3 separate regions of the Mus musculus genome follow, and regions 1 and 2 are each linked to region 3. The links are chromatin contacts, called in public Hi-C maps. All regions are on one chromosome and are shown on one strand. Each heading gives the region's core, a stretch centred on a gene start, on an enhancer-like site or on the middle of the called end of the contact. The rest is flanking DNA. Distances are from core to core; before and after follow the strand shown. Region 1 has its middle 14 kb from the start of 4930453N24Rik. Region 2 overlaps Htr1f (5-hydroxytryptamine (serotonin) receptor 1F). Region 3 overlaps Chmp2b (charged multivesicular body protein 2B).

Region 1 (3,724 bases), core at 587-3,086, 790 kb before region 3:
ATAAAAATTGTTTAATAAAGCAGAACATGGGGTCTCTTGTTTTGTGGTGCTATGCTGGAGTTGGAGTGCATATGCAGACCGACAAGTGCTCTGCTGCTAACTTGCAACTCTTTGAGACAGGACTTCAAAACTATCACAAACTTCAGGACCTTCAGACAGATGTATTTTTTTGTTGGATGACCAATAGGAAGCCAATCCTTTGATGTGGACAGAAAACACTCGGAGAACTGACTTGGCCACAAGATGTCAGTAAATTTCCACATTCTGCTTTGCAATGCTGCGAAGGGGGCTTTCCTTCCAGATGATGCTAAGAGGCATCCTAGACATCTGGTGCTGAGCAAGGAAAGGATAAAGGGCTCTAATTCTTCTTAATACTAAGTGAAAAACTGTGAGCAACCAAGAAGGGATGCAGATGCAAAGAAGAAGCCATCTGCAATATATCTCATGCTATCTGGACCTTTATAAATTTGTTTCTAGTAAAATGGAATCTAGTCTACATGTTTAAATAATTAAAATTTGATGATTTAAAGTTAATACTCAAGAGTGGAAAAACTAGAATTTTTATCAAAATCCTCAGGAAATCAGTAACTTGTGTCAGCAGGACAAATCCATTAATTGGAACAAATTTACTTTAGAAAATAAAATATATCTTCTCATTCAAAATTGACTAAGAAAACCCTAATTTGTTTATATTATAACCCTTCACTTAATCTTTAAATTTTACCTATTCGGGGGAGGGGGGTTGTTTACAGTTTCAGAGGCAAAAGTCAGCATTTGGATGGCTCTAGTGCACAGGCCAGTGATGAGGCAGAACATCTATGGTGGGAAGTAAATAACAGATCAAAGCTATCACATCATGACCAGAAAACATAGAGAGAGCTCACTTTTATAGGCCTTTTTCCTAGAACTCACTAAGCCATGAGTCCAAACATAAATTAGTCCATTCATGAGATCAGAATCTTCACAAGAGCCCAAACTTTGGCCATTTTTTTCATAGTAGACATTAGGAGATATTGACAATCTAAGCCATAATCTTCCACCCCAATTTAAAAAGGCTCGCATACCTCTCACAATACAAGATACCTTCAGTCTATCTGCAATTGTTTTCCTTGACTTGGTACCAGCATTGCTCAAAAGTCTGAAGTCTTCTGAAACATTGGCAAATTTTCTCTCCTCTATTTTTTTAAGTTACCACACAAAGGCATGCATTTATTTCCTTATAGAATCTTCATACATGTATGTCATTGAACTGTGTTCTGATCCCTCTCCTCCAGTGCCCCTACTCTCATGTCGAGGAAGTGGTCCCCTGCCTCCCACTAAGAGGTTCTGCTCTTCTGTCATTAGCATCACATTACTCTCTTTTGTCCCCCTTCATCTCTTGCTTAGCTTTGAGATCTCTTCCTCTCATCCCATGGTCCCCTTTCAGACACACATGCAGTGAGGAAGGCAGAGAGAGAGATAGAGAATGAAATTGTACATATGAGAAAAAAATGGCATATTTGTCTTTCTGAAGCTGGCTCATTTTACTTAATGTAATGATCTCCAGTTGCACCTGTTTTTCTGCCAATCTCCTGCATGATCTAAAATGTTTTCATGGCTTCATAAAACTTCATTGTGCATACGTATACGTATTTTCTTTATCCATTCATCTGCTGGTAATATATAATCCTGTTCCATTTCTTTGGTAATGAGAATAGTCAGAAATAGGCATGGACCAGCAATATTTCTGTGGTACGTTGACTTAGAGTCTTTTGGGTATTTATATGTAGGAGCTGAATAGCTTAGTCATGTAGTCGTTATTTTTAGTATTTTGAGGAACCTACACCGACTTCCCTAGTGGCTACACCAGTTTTCATTCCTATTTACCCACGTGGATGCTGTCACCATTAGAGGTAGCTCAGTTACTCATGGTGGCATATGAGATTTATTGGGTATTACTGCGATCAGATGGTTGATTATATATTCCCCCAATACCCATGAAAAACAAAAGTCACGATATCAGAGTGTAGACTAAATTCTTAGGAAAGAAAGAGAGGAATGATGGGAATGATGTCAATAATCAAGAAAGAGGTGAGGGGGGCCATGGTGGCACACAACTTTAAACCCACCATGCAGGAGGCAGGAGCAGGAGCATCTCTGTGAGTTTGAGGCTAGCCTGGTCTACAAAGTGAGTTGCAAGTTCTAGGACAGCCAGGGATACACAGTGAAACCCTGTCTTTTCGGGGGTAGGGGGGAGGCTCAAAGAACAAAACATAAACTTTTTAAAAAATGTAAAACTGCAATTCTTAGTCTTTGTTGGGAAGAAAACCCCGAAGCCCCAAATACGAAACAAGTCAGGACAGTACAATTGGCCTTGGTGACAGCAGACTGGAGGGTCTAGTAACAGGAAATAGAACACACACACACACACACATCTGTTCTGGCAACCTTAAATTTGGTGGTGGAAGTCGGTCTGTGCGCCCCTCATCCTGGATGGAGGATCAGAACTCGAGACATCCACTTCATCAGTCCTCACATCAGAGACTGCTGTGGGAAGGCCCAGTGTCTGACAGTGAGCGATGCTGGAGAACAATCCTGAGACACCCCACAGACTGTCAAGGTGGAAAAGAGCTAAAGCAAACTAAGACAAGAGGACACGGGGGCTGGGTGTAAAGCTTCTTCAACCCTTTTTTCTCGCTCAGTCATTGAGGTCAGAGGTACAGGTCTGCTCATGTCACGGGCAACCGTGTTGAGGAGTGGCAGTTCTAGAGTAGGTATGTCTCTGTGGGCATAGACTTAAGACCCTCAGTCTAGCTGCCTGGATGCCAGTCTTCTCCTAACAGCCTTCAGATGAAGATGTACAACTCTCAGTTCTTCCTGTACCATGCCTTGATGATAATGGACTGAACCTCTGAACCTGTAAGCCAACCCCAGTTAAATGTCCTCAAAAGAGTTGCCTTGGTCATGGTATCTGTTCACAGCAGTAAAACCCTGACGAAGACAGCCTCCTTTCTGTATGGAGCAGCTTATTGGACGGCCAGGGTCTGAAAGCAGGAAGAGTTCTGGCTCACTCAGTCAGCATGCCCTGCTGCAGAAAGGGATGTAATCAAGTGACACCCTTTAACTAGTTGTGCCACACCTGAGTGCATGCGGCCAGAGGCCTCTTGAGCAAGTGGAAACACGCCTAGTTCATGGGCCTTTGAAGGCTTGAAGAGTTGGCAGTTATTCCTGGAATGCAAAGAAGGCTTCTAGAGTGAATGCCGTCCTGCCGCTGACAATATACGTTCCAAAACAAACTACTATTGTGTGTTCAGTGGTGTGTGTGTGTCCATGTGTCTGTCTCTCTGTCACTCTGTGTGTGTGTGTGTGTGTGTGTGTGTGTGTGTGTGTGTGTGTGTGAGAGAGAGAGAGAGAGAGAGAGAGAGAGAGAGAGGATGTGGTTTTAAAAGAGAGAGAGAGAGAGAATGTGGTTTTAAATAAACCCCAACAGTTTCTGCAGTACACAAAACACCAAGATGATGGTGAAGAGACCAGAAGAAGATATCAGGTTCCCTGGAGCTACAGTGGTAGGCAATTTTGAAAGCTAGGAACCAAACTCTAGTCCTTCACACGAGCCTCAAATGCTCTTAACTACTGAGCCACCTCTCTGGCTCCTCCTTTCTCATTTTCACTCAATCCAAGATTCCAGCCATGATAGGTAGTCAAATTATTAGCTAACTAGCCAGACAATACATTTAATAAAAAG
Region 2 (3,783 bases), core at 147-2,646, 610 kb before region 3:
GTATATGCTTGTATATGTATGTATATGTATGGGAGCACACGTGGTAGATCGTGTACGTGGGTGCTAGGTAGACAACTTGTGGGAGTAGGTTCTCTATGTCTACTTCATGGGTCACAGGTTGTGAACTCAGGTGGCCAGGCTTCATTGCAGGTGCTTTGAGCCACTGAGCCATATCACCATCCCTTAATTTTAAAAATATTTAAATTGAAGATACCAATTGTGATCTTAGGAGGTATTTAACATAGATGCACATTACGTTGCTCAAATGTTCTGATTCTTACTTTCAGGGGACAGCTGCTCAGTCGTCTTGTTGACAGGGAGGGGGGATTAAATTGCAGCTATGTTAGGGAAAACTTCAGTGTAACTCTTAGATATGGGAAGCATTTGCTGCAGGAAAGGAAGCAAATAGGAATATTTCTGTACAGTACAGTGTGTACTGTTTCTTTGACTCTTGCTGAGACTCAGACAAGGAGGATGCCAAGCATGTGGGAGGGTGGAGGAGGAGGAGAAGAAAGTTATGGCAGAAGTAGGGGTGTGAAGACAATAAGAGCCTATGTTTATGTCTGAGACTGGAATGTCAAGGCAGTTGTTTTAGTCTTTTTTGTGCTCTTTTAAGAGAATGCTGCAGACTAGGTTATTTTAAATGGCTCTATGTCTATATCATCTTTATCTATCTATCTATCTATCTATCTATCTATCTATCTATCTATCTATCAATTATCTATATACCAATCATTTCTCTATGTATCTATCATCTATCTCCATCCATCTGTGTATCTAGTGTAGATTTATCTCTCTCTATCATATCTATTTATGTCTATCATCTCTTTATGTATCTATCTACCTACCTACCTATTATCTATCTATCTATCTATCTATCTATCTATCTATCTATCTATCTATCAATCATCTCTCTATGTGTCTATCATCTATCTCCATCTATCTATCTGTGTATCTAGTGTTGATCTGTATCTATCTATCTATCTATCTATCTATCTATCTATCTATCTATCTATCATCTATCATCTCTCTATGTATCTATCATCTATCTATCTCCATCTATCTATCTGTGTATCTAGTGTTGATCTGTCTCTATCTATCTATCTATCTATCTATCTATCTATCTATCTATCTATCTATCTACCTATCATCTGGGGAGTCTAAAAGCAAGGGACTGTTACCCTTTCAAGAGCCTTTTACTGCATTGCCCCCACATGGCCAAAGATAGACAAAAAAGAGGAAGGGTGTAAAATTCACTTCTGTTATGAAATACACTTGCAACAGGGACACTAATTCATGAAAGTAGAAAAATGACAACTAACACACTGCTGTGGAGAAGCCCCACCTCCCAGCACTGTTACACTGGGACTTAAGTTTCTACAGTAGAAACTTTGTGACATTCATTCAAACCATAGCAGTATGAAGTACCACACTGGGAGAGGAACCCCGGATCCAACAGAATGTCCTTAACCATCCTGCTTCCTCATTTATTAATATGAACTCAGGAAAATGGCTTTCAAAGACCAAGTTTCATTATTATAATGCAGAGATAATAAAAGTCACACAGCAAGAAGTGTTGCTAAAGATTTATTATAAATGCTTAGCTATCACTCCCTTAGTATACTTCATGTGGTAAGGGGCTTACTCGTTACTGTTCAGATCTTTGCTCTGGAAATAAACACAGATACATCTTGACCTACTCTGTAGAGAGGGTGGACTTCTATTCTTTTTATGTGAGAATAAAGTTTCTTGTGTTTTACATAACTATCATGGCAAATTATTTTGTAAATATCACATGCTTAGCATTCAGTGGATGGAGTTTCCTTCACTTATGAAAGAGAATTTAAAAAAAAAAGATCTATTATGGTTATGATAAGGGAAGCAAGTGTGGTATGGCAAGACGGCATGAGCTCTCCCATACAGGAAGCTTTAAAGAAGTCCATCTTGGAGCTGGGTGCGGTGGCACATGCCTTTAATATCTACACTCTGGAGGCAGAGGCAGGCAGATCTCTGTGAGTTCAAGGTCAGCGTGGTCCTCAAAGAGAGTTTCAGAACAGCCAGGGCTGTTACATACAGAAATCCTACCTCACCTGTGCCCCCCTCCCCAAAGTCCATTTTGTAGAAGTTGAGTGTAGAATGGTGAACACCAGAGGTCAGTGAGAGTAGATGGTGAGAGGGTAAGGGAACATTGGCAACTAGTTACTATGTTACAGTTAGAAAAATCAAGAAGTTCTACCACATTATTTCAAAGCAGGTTAATAGGTAACAGTAATGTACTTAATGTATTTAATTTTTGGCATTTTGTACTAAATCTTTGCCGGTCCCATGTCTTCAACGTGTCTTGCAAAAGTGACTACTCATAGGTTTGTTCTAAAATATCATCATTATCTTGTGATCCTGGCATATGCCAATTGATTTTATTTTAAGGGATACCATATATTATCAAAATGCTTTTTGTGTCTATGCAAGGCCTAATATGAAATAACACATATCCTCCTAAATTTACTGTGGTCTTATCTGACCTGCTTCAGTCTTATACTTTCCATTGTTTTATTTATAATTTGGTATTTTTCTTTTGGGTAGAAGTTAACTTTATACACATACATACATATATATGTATATACACATATATGCACATGTATATATACACACACACACATAGGTAAAGGGGGCACAGGAAATGACTACCAAACAGATGTCAGAACATCTTTTTAAAGACCACATAATGGAGCATATTTGCATGGAAATGTATTACTAGCCAGACCTTCTGTAAGTTCAAGTTATTAATTGGATTGAAGTGAGCTTATAAAGGGCATGGCTGCTTATCAAAAATAAAATCCAATCAATCCAGTTTGAGACAAGGAGGACAAAACCAAGTGACTCCATTACAGAGAGTCATGGGCATCCAGAGGGGTCATCAAGGAGCTGAGGAGGAGACTGGAAAGGCTGGGCATCCTATGGTAGTTTTCATCTCAGTGGCCTCTGCCAAGTTCATTTCTCTTTGATCGTTTCTCTTTACTAATTATCTCTGTTTGCATGCCAATTAATTTGAAGTGCTAGCCACAAAGTTGCACAATTCTGAGTTTTTTGTTTGTGTTTGCTTTTTGTTTTTGTACTGGTGACTAAATTCTGGCTTCACAAGTGCTAGAGAAGTACTCTACCACAGATGCCCATCTCCAGCCCCGAGAGAAGAATTTGCATGGGCTTTGAGTAAGGTATTTTCAAACGTTCTCAGAAATGTGGAATCAGCACTATAGGGAGAGAATTATGTGTGAGGGAATTAGGTAGAGAGACAGAGAGTAGGTAATATGAATTTCAGAGAAGGAACAATTGCTTCCAATTATGTTTAATGAATATAAATATTTAGTATCAATATTATTGATTAATTCCCATTAATTATTTTTAAAATGTTTAAACATTTTCTTTTCTTTATGCTTGTGTGTATGGTTTGGGGAGGCATAATTTTTAGAAGGGATGCTTTAAAAAGTCATATACTATTGTTTTATAAGCTTCACACACACACACACACACACACACACACACACACACACGCACACACACACACACACACGTTGCATGCACAAGCTTTATTTAATTGGAGTTTCCTTACATGGGGGATAATGCTCTTCGCAGAAGTTGCCAAATAAAACCCCAGTGCCAGGTGTGTGATGCTTGGGTTGCTGGTTGTGACTATACTGAAGATCCTCCCAAAGCGATTGAGGTGATTGCAATTACTCTTGATTATCCACCAGAACTTGATAAGACCTAAATGCTGAGGATAGC
Region 3 (4,010 bases), core at 1,256-3,755:
AAGCTACATGTGAGCTTGGAAAAATGGGAATGTCCTTTTAACACCCCAATCACTAAGCTAGATGCACAATTACTTGGATTGTCTAAACTCACTTTATTTATAGCTAAGATTTTTTATACCCCAAATGTACAAGAAAGTGCATTAAAATCTGGTTTGAATATTAATATTAACATATCCTCGAAAAACAGACACCAAATCTCCCAGTTACCTTTGCAGTGGTAGACATGGCACCGGCCATCTTCATCTGGGAATTCATCACTTTCGTTTGTGTGGACATAGAGGTGACTTTTGAGCTTACAGCGAACGTTCTTGTCTTCTGTTTCCGTAGGTGGACAAGCTGCTTAGCTAAAACCCTGCACGCTTCCTTATTACCAATCTTGGCCATCTTCTTAATTTCTAACTCCTAAGAAGAGGAAAGAAGATAAGGAAATAAAATCAAGGGGCAGTCATCAGAGAGTATCTGGAAACATATATCTAGTAGGCACAACGTCCCTGGGAAGAAGGGTAACTCCAGCGGCTCCAAACGATCACATGGGGGCCCTGGTACCTCATCCTAGAAAAGAAAGTAAGGCTACAAAACAGTACATGTGTATAGTCCAGAGGAAAATATGAAGTGAAAATTTTAAAATAGGTAAGAAAAACAGTACGACAAAGACAATAAGGACTGAGGTAGCAAGGTTAATTAATAATGCAGATAGCTGCATTGAAACATTCCACGTTACACCCTAATTAAAAGGAAACTGTTGGAACATATAAGAGCAAACGTACCGGGCAGGGTAGCACACGCCTTTAATCCCAGCAGAGGCAGGTGGATTTCTGAGTTCGAGGCCAGCCTGGTCTACAAAGTGAGTTCCAGGAGAGCCAGAGCTATACAGAGAAACCCTGTCTTGAAAAACCAAAACCAAACCAAACCAAGCCAAACAAACCAAAAAAAACAAAAAACAAAAACCAAAAAAACAAAACAAAAAACCCAAACAAAAAAAAAAGAGCAAACGTAATTATATGCTATTTCAAAAAAACAAACTTAAACACAAGAGAAAGATGTAAAAAGTAGAAAATACATTATATATTTACCAAATGTATCTGGAATGGCTACACTAATACCAGAGCAAATAAATGTAAGAACAAGGGCTACTGACTGAAGTAAAGAGGATCATCTCAGAACACCAGTACTAAAGCTAAGCTGTCAGGTAACTCCTAAGTTTGTACATATGAGCGTACATGTGTTTCAAAATATGTTAATCACAGCTGCCAACACTGAAGGGAGAAACACTCAAACAAGCACAGTTGCTTTCTCTCATCCATAGTGATGTGGCAAGATCCCAGGATGCCTGAAGCTGCAAAGCTAAACCATTACTGTACTATGTTTAATTTTTTCTATATATACATAACTAAGATAAACTTTTGCCTCCCGTTAAGGAGAGGAATGCATAGCTTTCCTCTGCTACATCGAAACTCTCAGCAGCATCTTTTGAACAGTCCCATTGTTAAAGCAAAAGGTGGTTTAATTGTCGGCAAGCGCTGCAGCAGCTGATCTGGGAACCAGTGACCAGTGGGTGGACAATGTCTATAGTGTAGAACACTGGACAAAGAAAGAGCAGATTCACTTCGTGGGTGGGATAGCGGTGGGGAATATGAGATTTCATTAATAACTGAACAGGGTGTAACCTCTAAGTTATTGGGGAGTAGAGAGAAGATATGAAGTTGAGGCAGATTCAGTCTAGAATGAATTAGTGGAAGGAATGTGGGATGAATACAATCAAACCACACAGTATGACATTCTTAATTCATAAAAATATATTATAAAATGGTTGGAAGACAGGAAATGAAGACATAAAGCCCTCCTTATTGGTGATGGTATGGTCCACTGATATAGAAATCTCATGGCATGTACAAAAGGTTACAAGAATAAATGAGCTGAGAATTCAAGATACACATAAAAAATGGCACATCTATATGGATACCAGTCAAAAATAATCAGAAGTTTATTTTTTCTTAAAATGATAGCACCCAAGGAAATACAAGGCTTATATACCTGCAAGGACAAAAAATGAAAATTAAAAAATAAATAATTTCAGAGATCTAAAAAAGTAGAGATGTATAAAAACACTCATGGACAGTAAGACTTATTGTAAAAGTGTTTATTCTTCCAAATAATTCACACATTTAGTATAACTCCAATCAAAATCTAGTCTTTTCTGTATAAGTGACAGGATTGTTCTCATGTCTCCAGTGGAATTGTGAAGCACTTAAAATACCCCAAAGCTGCTGTTCTCAACCGGGGTAGTGACCCCCTTTGGCAAACTTCTAGCTCTAAAAATATTTACATTACAATTCCTAACAATAGCAAAATTACAGTTATGGAGTAGCAATGGAAATACTGCTATGGTTGGGAGTCAGCACATAGGAGAAACCGTATGAAAAGAGTTCAGCATTAGGAAGGCTGAGAACCACTGCCTACGGGATTCTGAGAAAACGGACGTGCCTAAATGAATGAGGAAGTCTCTCTCACTTTACCCCTCGATATGAAACCACAGTAAGAGGCTTGAGAACAGTCTATCAGTACAGCAGAGTTCAGGAGGAGCCCACTCTTGAAATCTGACTTGCTACAGAGAAGGCAAGGAAAGGTGCTATAGAGGTTACAGATCGCCACGTGAAGAAAGTATACCCTTCTATCTAGCACTGCAGAGAAACCAGGCTCTCCCAGCACCAAACACAAGAAAGAAAGAAACAAACAAACAAAACAAACAAAAAATGCAGTTGTTACTTTTTAAGTACTCTAAAAGAAATCATAAGAGGAAATGATACTGAATTTTTCTAGACCAAGATTTCTTAATACATTAAGAGTGTTAGCCACAGATGAAAATTGTAATTATTTTCATCATACTAAATAACTTTTCTGTATCAAGAGACATTTTAAAAATGGAAGACAAGGTCAAGATCCTGAAGACCACATCTGGAAAGTGTTCTCTGGAGATATTTGTACCCAAGCACACACAGCTATTAAATTAATCAAAGCATCGCTGAGGTAGGAGAGATGGCTCAGAGGCAGTTGCTTGCTCTTAGTTCCCAGCACCCTCTTGGTTCCCAGGAACCCTGTGTGCAAGGAGAATCACAACTGCTTGGAACTCTACCTACAAAGTAATCCCACCCTTCTATGGCCTTGACGCAGGTGGCAGGCTATAGCTGCTTCCCTGAGGTACAGAAGCTCAGCAGCAGTAATGACTAGGGAGACTTTAAGTAATGACTAGGGAGACGCACTTTAAGGTCACAGCTCCTAACTCAGTACAGAATGGTTCAAATTAAGACCTGCACTCCAGCTTTTGCAACAGTGCAATTCTCATCCTGCCAGTGCAAAGAAAAAAACATTACAGACACTTTGCAAACTGTTTAACACTTTCTTAAATATGTATCTCACTTCTAGTAATTAACCAGAAGAAATGAAGATATAGAAAACTTGATTTGAATATATATATAGTAACTTCACTTAATGGAAACTCTGGAAGCACCCATTTGTGTACTTGGGTAGTAAGCAGATAAATTAGGAAACATATGTACCCATCATATATGCACCAGGAATGATTAACCTCAAAATAATGGTGCTGAAAGAAACCAGAAAGGAGTGTGTTTGTGATTTCATCTTTATACAAGTTTGGAAACACACACTAACCTAGGAACCTTTGTATTGTTCTCACCGAAAGAAAAGAGACAGTGGATGGACAGAGGGTATTCACTGGGGAATGACAGCCGTGTTAATTAGTGACCTGGAGTAACAGTTTCAGGGAATATACTTACATCCAAGTGGCAATGGTATACTCTAAATATATAGAATTTATTGCTTGCCTCTTATTGCCCACTAAAGCTGCTCTATGATCAGGGATAACATCCATTCAAAAATACAGCATAAAGGAAATTTTAAGATGAACCACATTCATCTAATTAAAAATTAACTGTCGTGGAACAATAATCTTTAAAACCCACCTAGGAGCTATGATATTATTTACTACTCT

What was found. Hi-C and Micro-C count contacts between places; a contact is called where the count stands out from the background.
Region 1: a contact with region 3 is called in a Hi-C map of bone marrow-derived macrophages, with 11 read pairs. The contact joins two enhancer-like sites. A contact is called at or near these places in 6 of 39 promoter capture datasets (the 3T3-L1 cell line, the C10 cell line, hippocampal neurons and 1 more), 2 of 15 datasets of contacts at CTCF or cohesin (large pre-B cells and pro-B cells), 31 of 484 Hi-C or Micro-C datasets (B cells, the Ba/F3 cell line, the G1E-ER4 cell line and 19 more), 10 of 115 datasets of contacts at active chromatin or transcription factors (the NIH/3T3 cell line, astrocytes, bone marrow-derived dendritic cells and 5 more) and 4 of 9 other capture datasets (adipose tissue, embryonic stem cells, liver and 1 more).
Region 2: a contact with region 3 is called in a Hi-C map of bone marrow-derived macrophages, with 11 read pairs. The contact joins two enhancer-like sites. A contact is called at or near these places in 7 of 39 promoter capture datasets (the C10 cell line, the HPC-7 cell line, cranial neural crest and 3 more), 2 of 484 Hi-C or Micro-C datasets (bone marrow-derived macrophages and nephron progenitors), 1 of 115 datasets of contacts at active chromatin or transcription factors (embryonic stem cells) and 1 of 9 other capture datasets (embryonic stem cells).

What each region holds. Positions count from the first base shown.
Region 1 is chr16:64,754,670-64,758,393 of GRCm38.p6, forward strand. No RefSeq gene overlaps it. Among named protein-coding and RNA genes, the nearest start is that of 4930453N24Rik, 14 kb to the right of the region's middle. Within about 2 kb of position 1,837, at least 43 of the 459 cell types and tissues checked have an H3K27ac peak or open chromatin away from gene starts, as enhancers often do. A contact at or near this core is called in bone marrow-derived macrophages, where this site is marked.
Region 2 is chr16:64,933,730-64,937,512 of GRCm38.p6, forward strand. All of the region lies in intron 2 of Htr1f (5-hydroxytryptamine (serotonin) receptor 1F), which reads right to left. Among named protein-coding and RNA genes, the nearest start is that of Gm33971, 61 kb to the left of the region's middle. Within about 2 kb of position 1,397, at least 12 of the 459 cell types and tissues checked have an H3K27ac peak or open chromatin away from gene starts, as enhancers often do. A contact at or near this core is called in bone marrow-derived macrophages, where this site is marked.
Region 3 is chr16:65,546,641-65,550,650 of GRCm38.p6, forward strand. It overlaps Chmp2b (charged multivesicular body protein 2B), which reads right to left. Exons shown (of 6, transcript NM_026879.3): 3 at 209-403. Among named protein-coding and RNA genes, the nearest start is that of Chmp2b, 14 kb to the right of the region's middle. Within about 2 kb of position 2,506, at least 14 of the 459 cell types and tissues checked have an H3K27ac peak or open chromatin away from gene starts, as enhancers often do. A contact at or near this core is called in bone marrow-derived macrophages, where this site is marked.